3 separate regions of the Sus scrofa genome follow, and all the other regions are linked to region 2. A link is a contact called in public Hi-C and HiChIP or PLAC-seq data. All regions are on one chromosome and are shown on one strand. The core of a region is the stretch at or near the end of the contact, and the rest is flanking DNA. Distances in the headings are between cores, read along the strand shown. Region 1 has its middle 57 kb from the start of RNF217. Region 2 has its middle 20 kb from the start of TPD52L1. Region 3 holds the start of LOC110256655.

Region 1 (3,614 bases), core at 250-2,749, 190 kb before region 2:
CAGTGTTTTTATATGGGGTGTCTTGAATATTATTAACTCTTCAAAAGGTAAATATTATCCACAATTTATACAGGAGAAAACTGAAAGTCAGAAAAAGACACAAGGCAAGTATGTAGAGAGACAAAGTAAGTATGCAAGTGGGGGGAACATGATGAATGTCCATGCCAAAGAAGTTCAGTGATTAAGAAACTTTTTGGAATGCTCTAAGCATCTCTATTTAGCAAAAAGTAATGAAAAAGCTATTTATTATCTGGAAATATGAAACTGTCTTTAAGATATGCTTTTGAAATTTAAAAGTTCAGTTCAACAATAATACTAATAGAACACTAAATATGTGGAAGGAATTAGAGCTGAAGGAAGCCTCAAAAAAATGATGATGCAAACCACAAAGTTCCTGTTTTCTAAATCTTGGGAACAGCATACAGGAACATTTACTTGGTTACAGTGTATATCTTGGACATTAGAAGGACTGAGGACCTGAAAGCTGCCACTGGAATCAGTAGCTGCTATGAAGATGGCTTGAGGGCAGAGACCTTCTCTTAGCCCCTCTACTGCATCCAATATACATTTATGTTATTAAAGGCAAGGAGAAGAAATGTTAGAAGAGTTTTTGCAGTCTTCTTCCTTTTTTCTCCCCATAACAACATCAAAGGCTCCTCCTGAGAGTCTTTGATTTATTCAATTGCTTATTCATTCATTCATGCTTTCCTTCAATAAACAGTATATCATCATTACTTTATGCCAAGCACTGTTCTATATGCCAGAGACACAGAATAAACAAGGCAAACCACAGCCCTGCTTGTGCAATAGGGCATGTCTTCTTCCTCAGAGGTATAATCTTCTGCAGTGGAAGTTCATCACATTAAGATGTTAGCCTCTCCTGCTTGTGCTTTTTGCCTAGTGAAAATCCCTAATGATCAAAGCATTCAATTAAGTTCCAAAAGGATCAAATTTTCATTTTAGGTTGAGAATCAAGATAGTCAAGGAAGATCAAGGAAGAAATACGGCTTTTAAAACTGTGAACTCTGTGAGATAATCTTAAATTGGCATGCTCACACTTTCTAAAGTGACAAAAAGAGCAAATTGGGGAAAACGGCTATAGAAAGAGAAAATCTGATCAGAAGAGTACAAAGTCTGCCTTCTTGACAAAGAATGGGAATTTGAGAAAGAGTGCCATTTGAATATCCAATAATGATCACACACGAATATATAAAATATAAATTCTGTCTCTGAATTACAATAATAATGCTTCATTCCAAATAAAATTTGTTTAGAGCCCTTGATTTTAACTTGATAATTCTTCACTCCCAGGTGGAAATAAACGGCCCCCATCCTTTCCAGGATAAAAGAATACATTATACATAGTACAAGAATGGTTGAAAGTTCCTGGAGAATAGATATGACACCACATTACCAATTATAGAACTGATTTACGATGTGTCCTGAGACGTGCTGGGGACTTTCCCTATTTATAACATGGGGTTCGTAGAACTTGTCGGTAAGAACGTGTGAACCCTCAAGTAAAATTTAGTACATGGCGCCTAGTCTCAGAGTTATCATATTATTACCTCAATTGGAATTGGCTTTGTGACAGATTTCAAATACCAGAATCCTGCAAAACAACTGCAACAAGTCTGTACATTCCTAGCAAACCTGACAGCACATTCAAAATATTGGTGCATCTGGTTTTCCCTCAGGCAGCAGCTGCAGCTGCTCAAGTTGCTGTGGAATCTGAAGTGACAGCCCCCTCCTGGCAGGCAGCGTCGCTGTCATTCAGAAGAGAGATCACAGAGCCCGATCCTTTCTGTCTTTGAGGCACAGCTCACAGACGTCAGCGGGAGACCTGATGGCATGTCAAACAGGAGATTAGAAACCTGCAAAGCTGGAATGTCTTCTCCTGCACATGGTGATTCAACTGTCTCTGAGGAGACAGGACAGACCTAGGAATGAGGGAAGATGCACCTGAAGTCTTTACCTTAGGTTTTCATCAACAAGAGACAAGCAGACGACCCAGAAGTATGATCTTTGATGCTGACATCTATGGGGTTTTTTTTAAGTGAGACTTTATTTTAAATGGCTCTGGGGGCGGGGGCAGTGCAGGGGAAGTTTAAGAAAACATAAGCAGGCTACATTTTTTTTTTCTTCCTTTTTCTGCAACTCTTTTCTACAACAGGATTTCCTGGTCGCATCACGAGGAACTATGTAAATACGCCTCCTTCGACTTAGTGGCAAGTTAGTGGCAAGAATCATTTCCTGTCAGGTTCTTTCAAGGAAGAAAAAAGACCAGACCCCTTCTCCCCAAACAGCCAAAAATAGAAAATACATATTGTCATATGAAATTGGATCAGAAAAAATTTTGTAAGAGAGACAAGCATTATTCTATAATTTGGTTCTTAACTTGGTTGCTTTTGTTTCATGGCATTTTGTTTCATACTGTTCTTTTGGGCAAACACCCTACTTCCATTGTAATACACTGGTATTTCCATCTTATCATTGCTTAAAATAAATTTCACTCCTTAAAAGATTTAGGCTTTATATCAAGCCCAGGGTAATTTATTGTTAAAAACACTTTCTCTCCATTCTCATTCCCACCTTGCTTTTATTCATTGTGAAAGTAGGAAGTCTTCAGTTAACACAGACGTGGGCATTTAGTTTAAGCAAAATGTGCCAAAATGTTTTTCCACACCAAAACAGAAATAAATAAAATTCATGGAACTAGATAGATCATTTGCCTTCTTATGCAGATGATTCACTCTCTCATTCTCACTTTTTACTCTAACTTAAAACATTTAATACTTCCACATCAGTGTCATTTAAATCCTTTAAGCAGTGGCCTGAAGAGCTCAGCCATCCCTGCCTACTTGAAGTGTTCTTGGTATTTCTCTAACTCAAATATCCTTACAATTGCTGAGTTGTTCACCGCTTCAGTAGGCAAATATTCTCACTCTCATATATGTGTGTGCGTGTGTGTGTGTGTGTGTAAATGTATAAAATGCTGTAGATAGATCGATCAATCGATCGATCAATTGCTAGATAGATAGATATGAGAGAGAGATCTGTTAAATGAAACACCCCCTGGGAAAAGCTGTTCTAAAGAGCTTTAGAAGAATTTAGTTCCCTATAACTACATGGCACCATGTATTATAACAGATGAAACATTTTGTCTCCAGCAAACGTGTATAAACACCAAATATACAATTCTCATTTTGCAAGTAAAACCAAGAATAAATCTCACAGCATCAAGTCATGTCAGCCTGCTTACATCTTTTGCTTTTCTTTTTTCTTTTAAATCAGGGGAAGACAGATGAGTAACTGTCTCTACAATATCCGGAGGAACACCAGTGTAAGAGACAACCTTCTCTGATGCTTAAGTGCTATGGTCTGAATGTTTGTGTTCTCTTAAATTCATATGTTACAATTCTAATCCCCCCAAATTAGGTGGGGACTAGGAGATGAAGCTCTCATGAATGTGATTAGTGCCCTTATAAAAGAGGCTCCAGAGAGATCCCTAGTCCTTGTACTATGTCAAGATGCAGCGAAAAGTTACCAGCTTTGAGGCAGGAAGTGATCCCTCACCAGAACACAACCATGTTGGCACCTTAATCCTAGGCTTC
Region 2 (3,798 bases), core at 1,229-3,728:
AAAGTAGAAAACACTAAACCATTAAAGCTAAATATGGAGTTCCCGTCGTGGCGCAGTGGTTAAGGAATCCAACTAGGAACCATGAGGTTGCGGGTCCCGTCCCTGCCCTTGCTCAGTGGGTTAACGATCTGGCATTGCCGTGATCTGTGGTGTAGGTTACAGATGTGGCTCGGATCCCGCGTTGCTGTGGCTCTGGCGTAGGCCAGAGACTACAGCTCCGATTGGACACCTAGCCTGAGAACCTCCATATGCCACAGGAGCGGCCCAAGAAATAGCAAAAACACACACACAAAAAAAAAAAGCTAAATATATATGTCTTCCCTTAAACCTAGCAATTCTTTTCCTAGGTCTGCAATTAGGGAAACAGGGCATTTGTTGGACAAAGGACATGTATAAGAATTCTTATTAACAGTAAGGTAGATAAGAAGGGGGCTTGGGATGGAAATGCTATAAAATTGGTTGTGATTATCACTGTACAACTATAAATGTAATAAAATTCATTGAGTCAAAAAAATTTAAAAAACAGTAAAGTAGTTAAGTATATTGTGGAATATTTATACCATGAATATTATAGAGCAATAACAATGGAAAGTAGTAATTTTTAAAATCTACAGAGCAATGAACAAAAATATGATTGAATCTCACATTGTTGAGCAAATGAAGCCAGATACAAAAGAGGATATACTTATATGATGATCAAAATAGACAAAACTATACAAGAATATTACACAGCCATCAAAAAGAATGAAATAGTGTCATTTGCAGCAACATGGCTGGAACTAGAGATTATCATACTAAGAAAAGTCAGAAAGAGAAAGAAAAATACCATATGATATCACTTTTATGTGGAATCTAGGATACAATACAAACCAGTTTATCTATGAAACAAGAACAGACTCACAAATACAGAGACTTGTGGTTGCCAAAGTGGAGGGGGGTAGGGAAGGGAAGGATTGGGAGTTTGGGATTAGCAGAGGCAAACTATTATATATAGGGTGGATAAACAGCAAGGTCCTACTGTATAGCTCAGGGAACTCTATTCCAATATCCGTGACAAACCATAATGAAAAAGAATAGGAATAGTGTATATGAATAAGTATATATAACTGAATCATTTTGCTGTATAGAAGAAATTAACATGGCAAATGAACCATACTTCAATAAAATTATTTAAAAACACAAAACAAATTTTTGTAAAATTATTACAAAACAATGTCATGTAATAGAAGTCACAACACTGGTTACTTTAGGGGTGGGATTTATTGACTAGGAAGGGATAATAAAAACATTATATTATTTCGTCTACGTGTTAGACAAAGTACTAGTAGGAACTTAATAGAAAATAATTAGATTATTAGAAATGAAACTTACAATAGGCCAGATTTTAATCCTCAGATCCCATTGAGGTAGGTTTGCAAAGAGGTTAAAACCACAGCTGGGTGGCTAGGCTGCTGTACTCAAATCCCAGCTCTGCCTCTTGCAGGCTGTGTAACCTCAGGCAAGTTACTTAACCTCTCTGTGGCTCAGTTTTCTCTTCTGTAATGGGGATAGGAGTACATGCCTGCAAATGAGCTGTGAGAGTTAACTGAGTTTCAAAACAAGTAAAGCACTTAAAACTGCCTTGCTCTTAACAAGCTTTCAATAAATGTTAGCTCTTCTTCTGTTAGTGATTGTTTCATTACGAACATGCTGGCCCATACAAAATAATTTATTGATATCAGTCACAAGTGCTAGAAGGTGCTAGCTTAGTATCATTCCTAGACATCGTTTTGCCAAAAGGCAAATTATTTTAATGGGTAATGCTTGACATGCACCTGCTACGTGTTCACATAGTATGTCCACACATGGTTCCATAGTGTAGCAGTTATCAAGTCTGCTTTACATATAGTATGTCCACATGTATTCTTTATAATCCTTACAACCACCCTGCGGTGTTGTATTATCCTCGTTTTACCCAAATAACAAAATTCCAGGATTTGTTTGAAGTCACCCTGCAAAGGTTTAATTCTAACTCAGGGCTGCTGCCTGCCAGTAGGAAGTTCCTTCCCCTGGGAAAATTCTTAAATCTTTTGAGAAGAAAGAAAGAAAGGAAGAAAAGGAGGGAGGAAAGGAAGAAGAAAGGGAAAGAAGGAAAGGAAAGGAAAGGAAGGGAAGGGAAGGGAAGGGAAGGGAAGGGAAGGGAAAGGAAAGGAAAGGAAAGGAAAGGAAAGAAAAGGAAAGGAAAGGAAAGGAAAGGAAAGGAAAGGAAAGGAAAGGAAAGGAAAGGAAAGGAAAAGAGAGGGCGGGAAGGAGGGAATGAAGGGAGAGAGGAAAGAAGAAAAGGAGATACGCTTTCGCAATTTCAACATCCTCCCCAGTGCTCGTCACAAACAAATCAAGATTGCCTTTGTCCACAGCACAGGAGGCATAGAGGGCATCTCTGAGCAGGTGCCTCCAAAGAGACCTGTACCGCGCACCCTCTACCAGCGCGCGCGGCGGGCGAGCCAGGCACACCCGATTGAGTGGGAGGGGCCCCAAGGCCACAATAGTCCTGAAATCCTGGAGTATCAAAGCTTTCCTTCCAGGGAGGCGGAGCCGGTGCTCGCCAACGTCTTGGTTCCCCGCGACCCGTACCAGGCCGCCCGCTGCCCTGATCACAGGCAGTCTGGCTGTGTGAGGGCGGCGACCGCCCTGCCGCTGGATGTTGGGCTGGGAGAGGGGTGGGGCGCTGCCCGCCGCCTCTGTCCCCCCTCCCCCGCCCACCTGCGCTGTTGCCCCCTGGCCTGGATAAGGGTCCTGGGGAAACCCGGGTCTCCTCCGCGTGCACACGAGGATCGACCCTCAGGCGGCGAAACCTGAGTGTTTAAGGAAGGAAGTCGTTGTATTTGTTTGTTTTTAAGTTGAGGAGGTGAATTATTTAAATTGAACTAATTTTATGCGGAGGCTAGAAGACAGCTGCCTGAAGTGTCCTGGTTGCATCTTCCATTTGCCAGATCACTTATAAAACTGGCTGAAACACTTTCTCTTTAAAAACGTTACCCAAAAGGAAAGGAACCTAAGGAGAACGGGATGAAAGGAAGAAGGGAAAGGAAATAGAAAAGAAAGGGAAATGTGAGAGCTAAAATAGGAAAGAGGAGCCAAGAATTACCAGGAAAAGCCTGAATCTGGATGGGGATGAAGTGAAGTCAGGACAGTGGATTTCAATCCCAAACACAATTTTCATTCCAATACATCAGCGTGTCCTGTTTTCCCCAAATCATCAGAATTACCATTGTTAAATTATTTGTTGGCATTGACTGAGTCTGAATAACTTACCCAGTCATACAGCCTGTCAGGGACAGAGCAGAGACCTGAGCCCAGGCTGGTACCCGTGAGCCCCAGCACCGAGTAGCTTTTCCATCTCCTCTTACTAACCCGGGGACCTGAGGTAAGTTACCCAAAGAATGAAAGAATACTTTCCCCTCTCCCCTATATGGAATTCTCTGGAAGAGTGGAACAGTTTCCAGCCATATCTAAGACAGAACCTTGGATACACCACAGAGCAATTTAGGGAGCACCCCCAGCTTCCACCGAAACCCCCCACACACACCCTCTGTTTCCTCAAATAACCTGCCTTTGAGATGCCTGGCAATTCTGCCTAAGATGCACCACCAGTGCAACAGGAACTGTTTTCCTTCTAGAAAATCTGTGATTAATCCTTACAGTACAAAAGAAGCAACATCTTCCATTAAAATTGGAAAGCCACCTAACCTTTCATGACCTGCTTCTTTGAGTGTTGCATTGAAATTAAAAACACCCCACACTTTGAAAATGATCCTT
Region 3 (4,087 bases), core at 946-3,445, 130 kb before region 2:
ATGGTTCTATTTTCACAAAGCCCAGAGGAATCCCATCAGAAGGAAGTCATGACAAGGAAAAGAGTGGCAGAACTACCCAAAGCCTTCAGCAATTCCAGGGTCGACTAGGTTCAGTTTCAAGGAAAGCCAAAGCGAGTGACTTGGACCTGAGGGATAAGGAACAAATGTGGGCACTGCAAGAACAAGTTCTTGGAACACCTGTGACGGGGTGGGCAGGGAGCAAGACCCAGAACTATGGGAGGACCTTGAGAGGTTTGATTCCTATAGACCCTGTGGAGATACACTTCTTTATATTCATGTTTGTTACTTTGGTCTTACTCTCAGCATACTGTCACCCCAAAACCATGGACTGCTTTTATATCCCTCTAGTAAGAATAGAAAGTATCTATTATTATTATTATATAATAATATCTATTCATTATTATATCTAGTCACTTGTGATGGAACATGATGGAGGATAACGTGAGAAAAAGAATGTGTATATATATATATGACTGGGTCACTGCTGTACAGCGGAAATTGACATAACATTGTAAATCAACTATAATAGAAAAAATAAAAACCTTAAAAAAAAGAAAAGTAGTTATCAGATGGCATACACAAAAGACACATACATGTGGGCTTCTTGTCCCCTGTCTTTAAAACAATAAACACTAGGATTGGGAGAAAACAGCATTTACTAGGAAATCAATTATCCAAGATGGAAAAAAAAAATCCCTAAATAGCATTCAATCTTCCAAATAAAAATTCTTCATTCTTGGGTCAGACTGATAAATGAGATGGCATTTAGACCCATTGATTCGATTCGTCCCTTTACGGAGCCATCAGACACACGACGGAAATGCTCTTTAGTGTCATCCTGCTTTCTTAGTACTGTGTAGCTAGTCACCTTTCTATCATTTGTATCCGAACAATATTTTAGAACAACCAATAACAACTTCAAGAGGACAATTTTGACACACTTCACAGCTCCTTCCTATTACATTAATGCGTAAATTGAATTCCCTCTCAAGATGGGGGAAAAAGTAAAAGGTTGGCTTCCCAAAAATGTTTTCATTGGCTTTAGGGAACTAAAATGCACCAGTCTGGGTGACTAATACTTCCTGGAAAATAAAGATAGATCAACACATAATTAAGTTCTGGCTCAAATATAATTGTTGTCTTGGAAACAGTTTTGGGGTAAATATGGTTATGCTAATGAAACTTTTCATGATTTCCACCAATGATCCAGTTTATTAACTAGGCCAGACCATCTTACTACCTTATGCTACAAATTTTGGAATATTCAAGGGGTTAAAAAAGTTCCTAAGAGAACTGTGACAAGGAGGGAAAGGGATACATCTTAAATTCGTTATTTATCAGCTTTCATAAGGCTTCCAGTTGGAGGAGTAGGTTAAGAGTGCTTTTTGGCGTATTTGTGGCTTTCAAACATCCTTCCTACTTCATTAAACAGAAAACTATATATACCGCGTTTTGAATTAATAATTCCTAGCGTTATTTCTCTGAACTCCCTCTTCGGAGGATTTAAAATGAGACGAACTCAAGAGGAACACGCGACACCAAAGCCCTCAAGTAGCCAGTGTTTTCTAGTTCCAGCTTTCAGTAAAGAGTTTTGTAGGAAGTTTCTACTCACAGCGTAGCCCAAAGGGCAGCTTGCCTGCTCTGGAGGTTTTGGTCGAGGCCCAGTGTGAACTCCGGGCGCGAGAGCGCATCCCGGCTCTGAGATCACACCCACTCGGGGTGTGCGTGAGTGAGTGCGCGGTGCCCGCGCGCGTGTGTACGTGTGGGGAGGTGTGCGCCAAAGGGGTGGGGTGAGGGGCGGCGAAGAGTGCTCTAGGTGAAGCACGAGGAGCGGGAGAAGGAGGTCGCGCGCTCCGGCCTCTCCCCCAGGGGCCGCGGCGGCTGGCTCGCGCTCCGGCTGCCCCTCCGGGTGCGCGCCGCGGCGGCGCCACAGGCCCCTGGACCCTTGGACCACCGCCCTCCGGCCGCCCGGTTTGCAGCGGGGTCCGGCGATGGCGCGGGACTGACGGCCGCCTCCCCTCAGACCCTTCTGTCCCGCCCGGGGCTCCCGGGGGCCGCGGCACCGCCCCGACCTGCATGTGGGGAGGGCGCGCCGGTTGCCGGAGCGAGCGGCCCTCGGCGCCCCCGAGGCGGTGCCCCGCCGCGCGGGAGGACGAGGAGGAGGAGCCGCGGGCCGGGCCGGGCTCCCTGCGCGCCGCTGCCCGGGAGCACGGGCTCCCCGGAGGGAGCTCGGGGCGTCCCAGCCCCGGAGGAGGGACCCGGAAGCAGAAGCGGAGCCGCGAGTCGAGCCGAGCCTCTGCCCCCGCTGCCCGCCGGCGCCGGGTAGGGGTCCCGGCGGCTGGATGGGCAGCGGCGGCTCGGGCCGCGGGCGGCGATGGGCGAGGAGCAGAGCACGGTGAGCGGCGGCGGCGGGCCCCGGGAGGCGCGGACTCCCGCTAGTGGCGCCGCGGGCCATCCCGAGCCCCCGAGGCCGCCGGGGGACAGCGCCGGGGCGCCCGGGCCGCGCACCGCCTCCGCGGAGCTGAGCGGCCGCAGCTGCGGAAGCAACTCGGGCTGCGCGGATACGAGCGCCCCGGAGCCAGAGAGGAGCCGGGGAACTCCGAGCTGGAGGAAAAGCCACGCGCCGGGTCAACCCTCGGGACTGGCCCTCACCGGGCCCCTCAACCCCCAGGCTTTGCAACAGCAGCTGGCCAAGGAGGAGGAGGAAGCGAGGAGCCGAAACGAGGGAGGGGATGAACAGCAGGAGGCGCCCCCGGGCGAGGAGTCCGAGCCCCGGACCCGCGTCGGGGTCCCGGACGGACTGGTCCTGGACGTGCTAGGGCAGCGGCGCCCGCCTCCCGCCAAGAGACAAGTCTTCTGCTCTGTTTTCTGCGTGGAGAACGACCTGCCCGAGGTCCCCTCGGCGGAGCGGCTTTCGCTGACCGCGTCGTCGCCACCTCGGGCTCCTCCAGTGATCAACCCTCCCAGCACCCCCTCCTCCTTCCCTAGCCCCCCGCTGTCTCTCCCAACGGACCCCCTGTCTCCCGACGGCGGCAGCATCGAGCTGGAGTTCTACCTGGCGCCCGAGCCATTCTCCGTGCCCAGCTTGCTGGGAGCTCCACCCTACTCTGGCCTGGGTGGGGTCGGGGATCCCTATGCGCCCCTTATGGTGCTGATGTGCCGGGTGTGCCTGGAAGACAAGCCCATCAAGCCCTTGCCCTGCTGCAAGAAGGCCGTGTGCGAGGAGTGCCTCAAAGTCTACCTGAGTTCCCAGGTAAGCTCAGCACCTCTATCCTTCCTCTGTTCCCCATTCAGCATTCCAGAGCACTGGCCAGGATGGCCAGCTCGCCAGCTCCCTGCTCTGCTCGCGGGAGGAGGTGATGAATGCCCTTACAGAGGACCTCTGTCAGTTTCTCACTTCTCTGTTGTTGTCCTTAGAATATTTAAGTGTGTTTGTCTTCACTGGTTAAGGTGACCGGAATTTAATTCTGCGTGAACTTCAGGCTTTGATCAGCAACCGTAGAACCAGGTGGTACACTTGAATTGCCCTCTGCTTATTTCTTTTATTAGATTGCCAGCAAGACCTTGCAGGAGGAAGAGGGCAATGAGAGTGCTTTTGAGGCCTGGTATTCCAGAACCTCAAATAGTGGGCAGAAAATAAACATATGTTGAGTTGGTGGAGAGAAGTGTTGCAAGGAATGATACCTGAATTTGAAATTTTGCTCCATTTAGTTAGTCCAGGAAAAGCGTTTTTAATTTATTTATTCCTGGCTCTGGTCCACTTTTCAGTTTCTTTTTCCACAGGGAAGTTGAAGTACTTTTTCAGCGGGCTTTATTTCTTTAAGAGGGAACAAAACAGAAAGAGCAAAGCAAAGTAAGGCTAAGAGGCTTAGCAAAACAAGCACTGGTGAAACGTTCTTCCTCAGCTCCTTATTTGAAAGCTTGTTTTTTTTCTTGGAAAGTTTAAGAGTGTAACAGGCCGACTTTCCTTCACTGGTGGTGAATGCTTCCTTCCAGCAGTTTTCAGTCTGTTATGTTTCTGCCAGTGTTTTGCACAATCTGGAATGCCCTTTGATCTGGTGTCTGA

The links. A called contact is a pair of places that touch in the nucleus more often than the background predicts. HiChIP or PLAC-seq counts read pairs in DNA pulled down with a chosen protein or histone mark.
Region 1: a Hi-C map of retroperitoneal adipose tissue shows a contact between it and region 2, with 2.6 times the contacts expected there. The contact joins two enhancer-like sites. A contact is called at or near these places in 33 of 47 Hi-C or Micro-C datasets (adipocytes, adipose tissue, alveolar macrophages and 18 more) and 2 of 2 datasets of contacts at active chromatin or transcription factors (alveolar macrophages and skeletal muscle).
Region 3: a contact with region 2 is called in an H3K27ac HiChIP or PLAC-seq map of alveolar macrophages. The contact joins the promoter of LOC110256655 here to the enhancer-like site in region 2. A contact is called at or near these places in 18 of 47 Hi-C or Micro-C datasets (adipocytes, alveolar macrophages, embryonic fibroblasts and 10 more) and 2 of 2 datasets of contacts at active chromatin or transcription factors (alveolar macrophages and skeletal muscle).

Annotation. Positions count from the first base shown.
Region 1 is chr1:37,967,491-37,971,104 of Sscrofa11.1, reverse strand. No RefSeq gene overlaps it. Among named protein-coding and RNA genes, the nearest start is that of RNF217, 57 kb to the right of the region's middle. Within about 2 kb of position 1,499, at least 24 of the 83 cell types and tissues checked have an H3K27ac peak or open chromatin away from gene starts, as enhancers often do. A contact at or near this core is called in alveolar macrophages, omental adipose tissue and retroperitoneal adipose tissue, where this site is marked.
Region 2 is chr1:37,780,216-37,784,013 of Sscrofa11.1, reverse strand. No RefSeq gene overlaps it. Among named protein-coding and RNA genes, the nearest start is that of TPD52L1, 20 kb to the right of the region's middle. Within about 2 kb of position 2,478, at least 22 of the 83 cell types and tissues checked have an H3K27ac peak or open chromatin away from gene starts, as enhancers often do. A contact at or near this core is called in alveolar macrophages, omental adipose tissue, retroperitoneal adipose tissue and 1 more, where this site is marked.
Region 3 is chr1:37,910,327-37,914,413 of Sscrofa11.1, reverse strand. LOC110256655 reads right to left here and starts at 2,195. Exons shown (of 3, transcript XM_021072815.1): 1 at 1,634-2,195. The coding sequence starts at 2,099. It overlaps RNF217 (probable E3 ubiquitin-protein ligase RNF217), which reads left to right and starts at 2,292. Exons shown (of 6, transcript XM_021072754.1): 1 at 2,292-3,274. The coding sequence starts at 2,396.